Regions from separate parts of the Rattus norvegicus genome. Here region 1 is linked to region 2. The links are chromatin contacts, called in public Hi-C maps. All regions are on one chromosome and are shown on one strand. The core of a region is the stretch at or near the end of the contact, and the rest is flanking DNA. Distances in the headings are between cores, read along the strand shown.

Evidence for each region. Hi-C and Micro-C count contacts between places; a contact is called where the count stands out from the background.
Region 1: a contact with region 2 is called in a Hi-C map of liver, with 3 times the contacts expected there. The contact joins two enhancer-like sites. A contact is called at or near these places in 6 of 12 Hi-C or Micro-C datasets (hepatocytes, kidney, liver and 1 more).

What each region holds. Positions count from the first base shown.
Region 1 is chr1:230,118,333-230,123,660 of GRCr8, forward strand. All of the region lies in intron 1 of LOC120100003 (40S ribosomal protein S12-like), which reads left to right. It overlaps LOC134485213, which reads right to left. Exons shown (of 2, transcript XM_063281028.1): 2 at 5,325-5,328. Among named protein-coding and RNA genes, the nearest start is that of Klf9, 5.6 kb to the right of the region's middle. Within about 2 kb of position 2,484, at least 84 of the 93 cell types and tissues checked have an H3K27ac peak or open chromatin away from gene starts, as enhancers often do. A contact at or near this core is called in hepatocytes and liver, where this site is marked.
Region 2 is chr1:230,070,911-230,075,806 of GRCr8, forward strand. All of the region lies in intron 1 of LOC120100003 (40S ribosomal protein S12-like), which reads left to right. Among named protein-coding and RNA genes, the nearest start is that of Klf9, 53 kb to the right of the region's middle. Within about 2 kb of position 2,736, at least 16 of the 93 cell types and tissues checked have an H3K27ac peak or open chromatin away from gene starts, as enhancers often do. A contact at or near this core is called in hepatocytes and liver, where this site is marked.

The sequences.
Region 1 (5,328 bases), core at 1,234-3,733, 47 kb after region 2:
ATAGAGAAAGTATGTTGGTAGGTGTCTTAGGGTTTCTATTCCTGCACAAAACATCATGATCGAGAAGCAAGTTGGGGAGAAAAGGGTTTATTCAGCTTACACTTTTGCATTGCTGTTCATCATCAAAGGAAGTCAAGACTGGAACTCAAGCAGGTCAGGAAGCAGGAGCTGATGCAGAGGCCATGGAGGGATGTTACTTACTGGCTCGCTTCCCCTGGCTTGCTCAGCTTGCTCTCTTATAGAACCCAGGACCACCAGCCCAGGGATGCCACCACCCACAATGGGCCCTCCCTCCCTTGATCACTAATTGAGAAAATGCCTTACAGGAGGATCTCATGGAGGCATTTCCTCAAGGGAGGTTCCTTTGTGATAACTCCAGCTTGTGTCAAGCTGACACAGAAAACCAGCCAGGACAGTTTGGAAGTAGGGTGCTGGGAAAGAGTTCAGAAATGAAGGTAGTATCTGGAGTTGCAAAGGTCTAGGGTACCTGAATAACAGTGGAGTGTGAGGATCTCACCCAGAGGGGCCACTTACCTACCTGAATGCTAACCCCACTAACAGTGTTAATGTCTGGGAGGGAAGGCTGTGTGTGAGTTAAGTGTGTGGTACTTGCAGAGCGTGAAGGTGAGTGAAAGCCACAAGGTTTCCACAGGGCACCAGGTGGAGCTTGCTTAGCCTGTGGGCAAGGTCTAAAGCTGCAAAGGGGAAGAAAGAGGCAGCGTAAACAGTGAACAAGCCTAACGCTGACAGCAGGTGCTGAATTCCACTCCTTGTAAACTAGGCCTTGTAAACTTCATCCTCTCCTCCAGGGCTAAGAGGCCACCCTGGGTAAAGGATTTATTCAGGGTCCCGGACTCGGAAGGAAACAAGAAACAGCTAGACCTTTTATTTCCCTTTGTCTGTTTCCCAAATGCCAATGCAGTGTTTTGGATATTTAAAAGAACACTTAAAACGCCCTTGTTTGTTTCTGCCTTTGTATGATCAGTGCCGCTCAAGGACAGGGCGGTGGTAACCATGGCAGTGAGCAGAGGGTGGTGAAGAGGTGTTTTTTTTTTTAAATGGGGTGAACCTCAGACAGGCAGCAGAGTTGGAACCTCTTGTCCTCCTTGGGGCCCTTTGTTCATTCAGCTTAACTGTAAGGAAATTCTTCCCTGCAGGGAAGCAAGCTTAAAAGAGAAGGGTTTGCCTCTCTCGAGGTGTGTCCCTGGGAATAGATTTCGGGGGTGGGGAGCACTAGGAAAAGTTGGGGCAGCTGGCACAAACAGGGCAGAGACAAGACAGTCTGTGATGGCAAAGAAACTAGCTCTCTTGCCTGCCGGGTGCAGAGTTCTTAGGACCTATCAGCTGTCTCGCCACCTCTCCCCAGACAGGTGGCCGCTCATTAGGGGTGGCCCAGTATTCCAGCCAAAAAGGCTTCCAGGCCCTGCCTTTGCAGGAAGGTATGGGGTTGGGGGAAGGGTAGAGGAGACGGAAGGAGAGAGCTGACGCACTGCTGGATTAGGAGCCTTAAGAACCTTCCTTTCCAGGACGAAGACGCGCCCCAAGCGGTCACAGGGCAGGGCAGGGCAGGGTAGAAAAGGGCAAAGCAGAGGCACATGGGCGCAGGAAAGTCCCATGACTGCAGTGTTTTGCGGCAGGTTTCCCAGCTACTCTAGGCAGAAGGGAGGCAGCCCCGGGTGATGGGCGAAGGGAGGGAGAGGGAAGATGAGGGAAGTAATCAGGAGACCACGGAGAGACAGTTCCCGGTGTTCAGAGAACACCAGACGCCTCCGGTCCCGGTGGGTGGCTGTATGTGTGGAAATGAAACAGGGAGTGGGAGGGAGAGTGAAGAACAAGCACACACTTTTTTGCCTGTCATCCACTCACCTCTTCTTCCCGACCCTGCAGCCCACGTCCCTACTCCGGTAGGGGTGGCAGGAGGTGGGAAGAAGACAGCTCACCCAGCACCCACCCCTAAGTACAAGCAACTGTCGCTGAATCAGAACTGTCTCAGCCGCCTGTCACCTGCGCTCGCTCGGGAGGGACACATGGCATCAGACTTGAGACTTGCGACTTGCGACGAGAGGGGGTGGAGGACCCAGCAACGGGCCAAGGCGTGGGGTGTCTCCGAGGACTAGGAAAACGGGAGTGTCTACCTCCAAACAACTAGGGGGACATCGGAGAGAATGGGTGGGACCAGGGTCTTGAGGGGACTTGGAAGCAGCGGGAGGTGATGAGAGAGGGCGGGAGTGTCCGGCAGTGGGAAGCACCGGGGAGCGGCGCCGGGGCTGAGGGGCGGCTGCTGCCGCCGCCAGTGCACGGGGTTATGCGAGGTAACCGAGCCTGGAGGAGGAGGGAGGCGGCGTGGGCCGCGGGCCGGGGTGTCTGGCGCTCGTTGGACAAAGAGATGATGAAACGTGAGCGCTATATTTACCAAGGGGGTGGAGACCGGTGGGAGGGGGGTAAAAAGGACAAACTGTTCCACAACAACCACAGGAAACACAGCCCTTCTGACTCACCCAAAGGGCCGCGCCGACCCCAGCGCAGGCTTAGCCCCGAGGCAGAACCACAGCCGGGGGGCGCCCGCACCGGACCGAACCCGGGTGCCCGGCTTGGATTGGCTTATAAATGAAAGGGACACCGGGTCGAAAGACTTCATGCGTGTGCGCGTAGCTCTTGTGGGGTAGGGGAGAGCAAGGGACAACATTAATGGTTTTTAACCGGGTGGTTGGGTCATCGCGGGAAAGACGTGGCTGCAGTTGTGGAGAGCACGGTTCCTGCAAAGTCATCTCCACCCGCACAGCCTGGCCTGGCAGCCCGTCCCGCCCCACCCAGGGACAGCAGCACCAGCCACCCTACCTCTCTTTTCCTCCCCCACCCCCGCGCCTTGCTCTCAGGGCCCAGAGTTGGGGTGCGGTGCGGACTATGTTTAGAAGCTGATGTCATCGCGACACCCTACTCTGCAGTGTTCCCAGGGGGACCGCAGGGCAGGTTTTCCTGATCTTCGAGGATGTGGGGGTGGAGAGTGGCCTGCCTTCTCATCACACCTCATACCCATGGTACCCTAGGGATTTAAAAAAAAAAAATCTCTCAAGAGTTACGAAACAGGGAGGTGCGCTCACGTGGAGCGTGCAAGCCCAGTGGCTAGCGCCCCAGGGGCCAGCAACCTTCCCTTGTCACTCCACCTCCACCTCAGGTGTGGGGGCTAATTTCAAGGTTAGCTCACGTGGGCACGGGCGCCCGGAGCTCCTTGCACGAGTTTGGGGCGGGTTCCTCGTCCCCCAATCTAGGGCAGTTTGTTCAACTGCAGCAAAGGGAGCTTGATGTTCCAGCAGGGAAGGGATTTCTGAGAACTGGGACTGTCCTCAGATGAACCTGCCTCCTCCGGCTGCTGCGGCGGCGGCCGCCTGCGGAAGACTTTTTAAAAGGGCGATGCCAGGCCCAGACGCTCGGCGCGCAAGTGGCTGAACCGCCCGCCACTCTGCGGCCGGAGCTCAGCACCCGCCCCGAGCGCCACGCGGGGCTGCTCTAAGCGCAGGGGGCTGCCGGCTAAACTTATCCTCCTACATATGCATGAACGGATGGCCTTTCCGCTCTGCAATGGAGAGGCCTGGGGTTTTGCGGTAGGCTGCTTAGTGGAGCGAGAGTAAAAGTAGGGCGTCGTGGAAGTTTTCGCGCTTGTCGCAGCTCCCCGCCCCCTCCAGACACTGGGTGTTTAACCTGGCCACAATCGGTTTGCCAGATCCGGCTTTATCGGATTGTGTTTCAAATCCAGGAACATCACTAGAGTGGAGAGCTCACCCCTTCGTTCTTGTCAATATTCTTCCTAAACCGACCACCTCTCACCGCCTTTCAGCAAAACGAACACAGCTTTCCCCATTAGGCCCTTCATGTGCTTTGGGTAGGACCGCTAAAACTGTTGAGCCCAGGCAGGGAAATGGGAGAGGTGAGGATCAGTCCCAACCTGAGGTCTGACACGTGATCCCCTACCCCCAGCGGGCCATCTGTTTTTCTTCCTTCCCGCCGGGAGGCTGGCAACTTTGTCCAGGCATTGTCCACGCCTCTCAGCAGGAAAAGACTGAGAAAAGCCAGAATCGGCAGAAACCTGTATCTACAGCATGTGACTTTAGGCTGAACTTCGGGCCTAGAGCAGGGACCTTACTTGGCCATTTGTGTTTTAAACTAACTGCCAGGTGATAGGGCCCCACCCAACAAGATGAGGAAACCCTGCTTCAGGCTAAATATGTCTCCAGGGGAGGGGGCCCCCAAATCGGCAACCTTAGCCTGGACACATCCTACCCGGGTTTACCTAGGAAATAGAACAGATTTTAAGCTTCTAGGCCACTTCCTACAGAGCAGTGTCAGAAGGGGGTAGAGGTGAGATTACGAATTAGGATAAAATGGTATGTTAGTTAAAACTTTAACTTTGGGGAAGTCGAGGTGGGAAAATCTAAAAGTTGGAGGCTGGCCCAGGCCTTGTGTTTGTTGTTGTTGTTACTGTTTTTAATTTTGTTTTTTGTTTGTTTTTTTAATTTAGTGGGAAAAAGGCATTCTCATTAAGTACTGGCTTTAAGGTTCCCCTGCCTTCACTGTGAGGTGATGTAAGCAGATAAGGTAGTGTTTCTGGGAGAGCAAATCTTTTTTTTTTTTTTTTTTTTTGGTTCTTTTTTTTCCGGAGCTGGGGACCGAACCCAGGGCCTTGCGCTTCCTAGGCAAGGGCTCTACCACTGAGCTAAATCCCCAACCCCTGGGAGAGCAAATCTTAACTCTAGTGTTCCGCCTCCTCCATTTCTGCTTGAGACAGTCTCACATACCTGTAGTCTCCTTCACTCTTCCTCCCTAGTCCTGTGATTTCAGGTATTACAGGTGTGCCATTCCACTAGCCCACCCCCGTCCTGCAGGGAATTTTTACAGACCCCTGCAGCGCTGGAGTTTAAAGAGGCTGCAACTGTGTTAATCTAATCCTATCAGTCCACAGATAAGAAAATGGCTCTGAGGTGGGGCGAGGTCACAGATCTCATTTAGGCCCCAGAGGCCTTCAGGTACTAACTTGTACCAGATCACACAACGGTTATATTAGGAAGCATTGTAAATGAGGCTCACGTTTCCGGCTACAGGCTAATAAGCCTTGGCCCTAGGCACTTGGAACCTTCTGATTAGGGAGACCTGAGAAGGGAACATAGCATGAACTAGAAACAGTTACAATCTTTGGGTTCTCTTGTTTCTCTGGGTGGGAAGTACGAATGTATAAAGACTAACTTGGGGAAGCAGACCTCTTCGAGTGACCTGGCCCAATATTAGCAGGATATTTTGCCAAAATGTAATTGAGACAACCACATGCTGGCTAAA
Region 2 (4,896 bases), core at 1,486-3,985:
CACATGTGTAGTGTGTGTGTGTGTGTGTGTGGTGTGTAGTAAGTGTGAGCAAAGTACAATTTATGTGTGGTGTGGGTGTGTGTATAGTGTGTGTATGTGTGTAATTGTGTTTTGGGTTTTGGGGTGTTTTTGATTTGTTTTTTGGGGTTTGGGTTGGTATGTTGGTTTTTGGTTTTTCCACACAGGGTTTTTCTGTGTAGCCCTGACTGTTCTGGAACTCATTCTGTAGACCAGGCTGGTCTCAAACTCACAGAGATTTATTTGCCTCTGACTCCTAAGTGTTAGGATCAAAGGTGTGTGCCACCACCATTCAGATAAGAGTGTGTGTGCGTGTGTGTGTGTGTGTGTGTGTGTGTGTGTGTGTGTGTGTGTTTTAGTATTGCTGGGGAGATGACTTAATGGTAAAGAGAACTTCCTGCTCTTCTAGAGGACACCATCTCCATCGCCAGCCTCTATACTGGGTTTCTCACAACAACCTGTAATTTCAATTCCAATTCTGGAAAAGCCAACACCTTCTGTAGGTGCCCACACACATGACATACATTTACAGGGACACACACACATCATAAATAAAAATAAAAACAAATCTACGTCAAAATGACTTTTGTTTTGTACACTAAGAAAAATTCCAAAGTATTTTTAAAATTAAAACCAAATATAAAAATTAAGAGGCCAGTATGATGCTATTTTCATTAGCAAAGGAAAAGTGGTTTCAAGTCTGGGCTTGTGAGTTTGCCCAATATGGGTTCTTGGTCAGATTTACAGTACTCAACACACATTTCCACCTATGGAAAATCCAATTATTAGTGTGTTGGCTATACCCATAACATTTGTGACATTATTGCTGTGTCTATAGATTGGTACAGCTCTCGGACTCCGTCAGAGAAGCTTTGTGTGCAGTGGACAGGGCTTAGGCACAGAGGACTCAGAGCTGATCAAGTGCTGAGAATGTCTTGGTGCTCAACCACAGACAGAATATCTATATCACGCCCAGTCCCGCCAGGCTCCTCAGGTAGCAGTGGCAGCTCCTGAGCCCCTCCTCCTCCCCTTCTGGTATGTTGACTGACTTGGTCTTGGGCAGGCAATCACAGTTCCTATGGGCTCATGAGTGCAGCAGTCCTGTCATGTACAGAAACAGCTCACCCCCGTCCTCCCGGCCTTGGGATCTTACAATCTTTCTGCCTCCTTTTCCACTAGCTTCCCTGAGCAAATATGAAAACAAAACTCTAATATAATAGCTTTCTTTCCACCACCACCCCCATTATCTTTTATTACTCCCACAACCACAACACCCTACACTGGGGCTATGTTTCAAGACAGTCTTTACAAACCTTGTGAACATGCTGTTTTCTGATTTCCAGTTATGGTTCAGTTCCCCTATTGAACAAATATGACACTAGAACCCGGATTTTATTTGCCTTAACTCCTCTTAGACTGAGATGAAAAACCCACAGTCTGGAGGGTGAAGGGTAAGACCTAGACCCCTGTTTTTAATGTAATTTTTAAAAAGATTTGTTTATTTCATGTATGTGAGTACACTGTTGCTGTCTTCAGACACACCAGAAGAGGGCATCAGATTCCATTACAGATGGTTATGAGTTACCATGTGGTTGCTGGGATTTGAACTCAAGACCTCTGGAAGAACAGACAGTGCTCTTAAGTGCTGAGCCATCTCTCCAGCCCTAGACCCCTGTTTTTAAATAACTCTAATGCTTAGATTTAGATCTACTTTAAGAGAGAGGAAGGGAGGGAGGGAGGGAGGGAGAGAAAGAGAGAGAGAGAGAGAGAGAGAGAGAGAGAGAGAGAGAGAGAGAGAGAGAGAGAGAGACTGATAATATATGAAAAAGATGGGAACTAATTTCACACAACAGTTGATTTAAAAACTCTGCTACTGGGAAATGTTCCATGACAGTCAGTGAATGTTTGGTTCTACTAACACTGCCTTTGATATGGCTTTAAATAATAATAAAAAAAAATTTTAAATGTGCTTTAGAACAACAGTAATACACATCGGTTATACCCTGTTGATCGCAGCCTCCTCCTGGTGTTCCTCGAGTTGTTTTCACGTTCTTTCTGTAAAGTGGGGTAAAATTAATAGCTTCGTAGAAAAAAACACTCACTGAGACTTCAGGTCAAGCTCCTCTTAAGCTAAGCATGTATCTTTGGGGTTGGTGCGAAGTGAAAACACGGGGGTCGCAGATAGCTGTGAATTCATTTGGGTCATTGAGAGACTATTAACTCCAGGGCTCTGGCGCAGTGCCGGGAAGCCTCCTCCCACACAGGACCCAGGCGGAACGACAGTCTTAGGATTGGCTTCCTCCTCAGACCTGGTCCCTCTGGGCTCACACCCTACCTCTGCACTTAACACTTGGCCAGGCTAGTTCTGCACTGGAAACTGGAGGTGTGAACCTCATTATGGCTTTTCTTTTGGTGCCTGCCTGGGGTGTATCTGGCTGGAAACAAGCAGGCTTGTTATCTCCTTTTCCTGATTTGAGTCCGTTAATGAGAGATTCCAAACTGGCCTTGAGGATCTGGCTGCCCGGAAAAACCCCTATGCAACAGCTGGACTAAAACTAATAAAAACAACTACAGAGCAGTTTGTGGAAACGTCAAGTGCAGCACAAACACACTGACTCTCATAAACCTCACCATGAACTTGGGCGTGGGGGTGGGGGTTGGCCCCGCCTGCCTTTAGTAAAGGCAAAAGCCGGTGGCTACTGCCTGCTTGCCAATGCTCTGGTCTTGCCAAAGACTTCCTCACACCTTGTTCCACTGGCCAGCCAACCTCCCCTGCGGCCCACTGTGCTTGCTCCTCTCTGTCAGATAATCATTCATGTAAACAAATCTTTTCTCCACAGAACTTCCTTCTTCAGTAACTATCAGAGGGTACCAGAGCCAGCGAGTCTAACCACAGATTTAAATGCGGTAGCTTCGGAAAGAAGGGTCACCAACCAGACAAATTTTTAAGCCAGCTAGAGATCCCACATAAGTCGATTTCAAGTTACCAGACTCAACAATTTACCCCTTTCTGCCTGTCTTTTTAATGATCCCAGGAGGACTTGTTCCTGTTTATATAAAAACAGAGGCTTCTCTTAAGATAGAAAACAAACTACAGATAGACACGGAGGTGATTAATTAATGAATGGCCACAGCTTAACTTACACAGCCCCATCTCAGTGTTACTACTGTGTACACTGAAGGGCTGGAGACGTGGCTTAGAATGGCACTCCTTTCTTTTTTTTCTCCCCCCCCCCCCCCCCCGGAGCTGGGGACCGAACCCAGGGCCTTGCGCTTCCTAGGTAAGCACTCTACCACTGAGCTAAATCCCTAGCCCCGGCACTCCTTTCTATAACTGAATCCAGTTCCCAAAACCCATGTTGGGTGGCTCAGAATGGTAATCCTAGTTCCGGGAATCATCCTTTCCTGGCCTCGTGAGTTTGACATACACTGACATGTGCACATATGTGAAAATGGGTTAAGTATTGTATATATTAAACCATACACAATATGGCTTCTAGTGACCTAAGAAGGCAGGGAGGGTATATCTGAAATTGGGTAGGGGAGAATACAAGATTTGTTTTTCTTTTCATAGTCACTTAATTTTTTTTCACATTTATTTAGTTTTTGTGGTGGGGGGGCAATACATGTGAGTGGAGGTCAAAGGACAGTTGGTTCTCTCTCTCCCCCATAGGAGACTAAGCCCATATTGTTAGGCATGGCAGGAAGTGGTTTTGCCCAATGGACCAGCTCTTTGGTCTTGAAAACTTTTTAAAGTGCTTTAGTTTGGAGGGGTAGGGGAGGACTGGCAGCAAGGGGACCTGAGGATGTCCAGTGCTATATGAATGTTTGCTGACTGGCCATTCCCTGAGCTGTGTATCCTGTTTTATGCGTTTTCAAGCATGTGAGCAATGCTAAACAATTTTATATACATACATAGTTCCTATAAGCTTGACAGCCAGTCTCTTAACATACAATTCCTAAAGAAGTTTTTTTTAAAATATTTCTCCTTTGTTTTTATTTTTTGTCTGTTTGTTTGCTCAAGACAGGGTTTCTTTGTGCAGTCCTGGCTATCCTGAAACTCAACCTATAGACCTCAAACTGAGATCCAGCTGCTTCTGCTTCCCACATGCTGGGATTAAAGGTGTATACCACAACCACCTGGCTAAGACTCCTCCTCCTCTCCCTCCTCCCCCCCTCTCCCACTTCTTCTCCTTTTCCTTCTTCTTTTGTTTGTTTTTTGAGACAGGGTTTCTCTGTCTGGCCCTGTCTGTCCTGGAACTCACTCTGTAGACCAGGCTGTCCTTGAACTCAGAGATCCACCAGCCTCTGACTCCCAAGTGCTGAGAATTTTGCATATGCCACCACCGTCTAACCTAACAATTCTATTCTTAAGTACTCATAAGGACCTCAACTCCCTTTTGTTCCAGAACCTCTCGAAGCAGTATCACCAGGCAGTAACCAGGTATTCAAAACACATGACCTTGTGAAGACATTTCCCCTTCAAACCATAACATATGATGTAGAAAAGCTGTTAGGTGGGTTCTACCTTAGCCAACTGAGCAAAAAAATAGGGGGGAGAGGGGTGAGGAGTGCTGATGAGTGAATCTCACCCAGACCAGAAAAATAAGAACGCTTCCTCTTGTAGTGCCTGCCTCCAGACAGCCATCAGGAACATTCTGTGGTGGGCCGTGGAATCCATGGTCCAACTCTTCTGCCCAGGGTCTTTCTTCTCAGATCTCTTAATTTTTGTCCCCATTCTGTTCTTGCCCTCTGCCCACATGCCCTCCGCTGTTCTTCCAAGCTAAATATTGACTGTGACTATTTGACAAGAGCCTTCTTCACTGCCCTGCTTCATCCACATACTCTTCGGCAAGGTCCAGAATTTTCCCTGGCCAG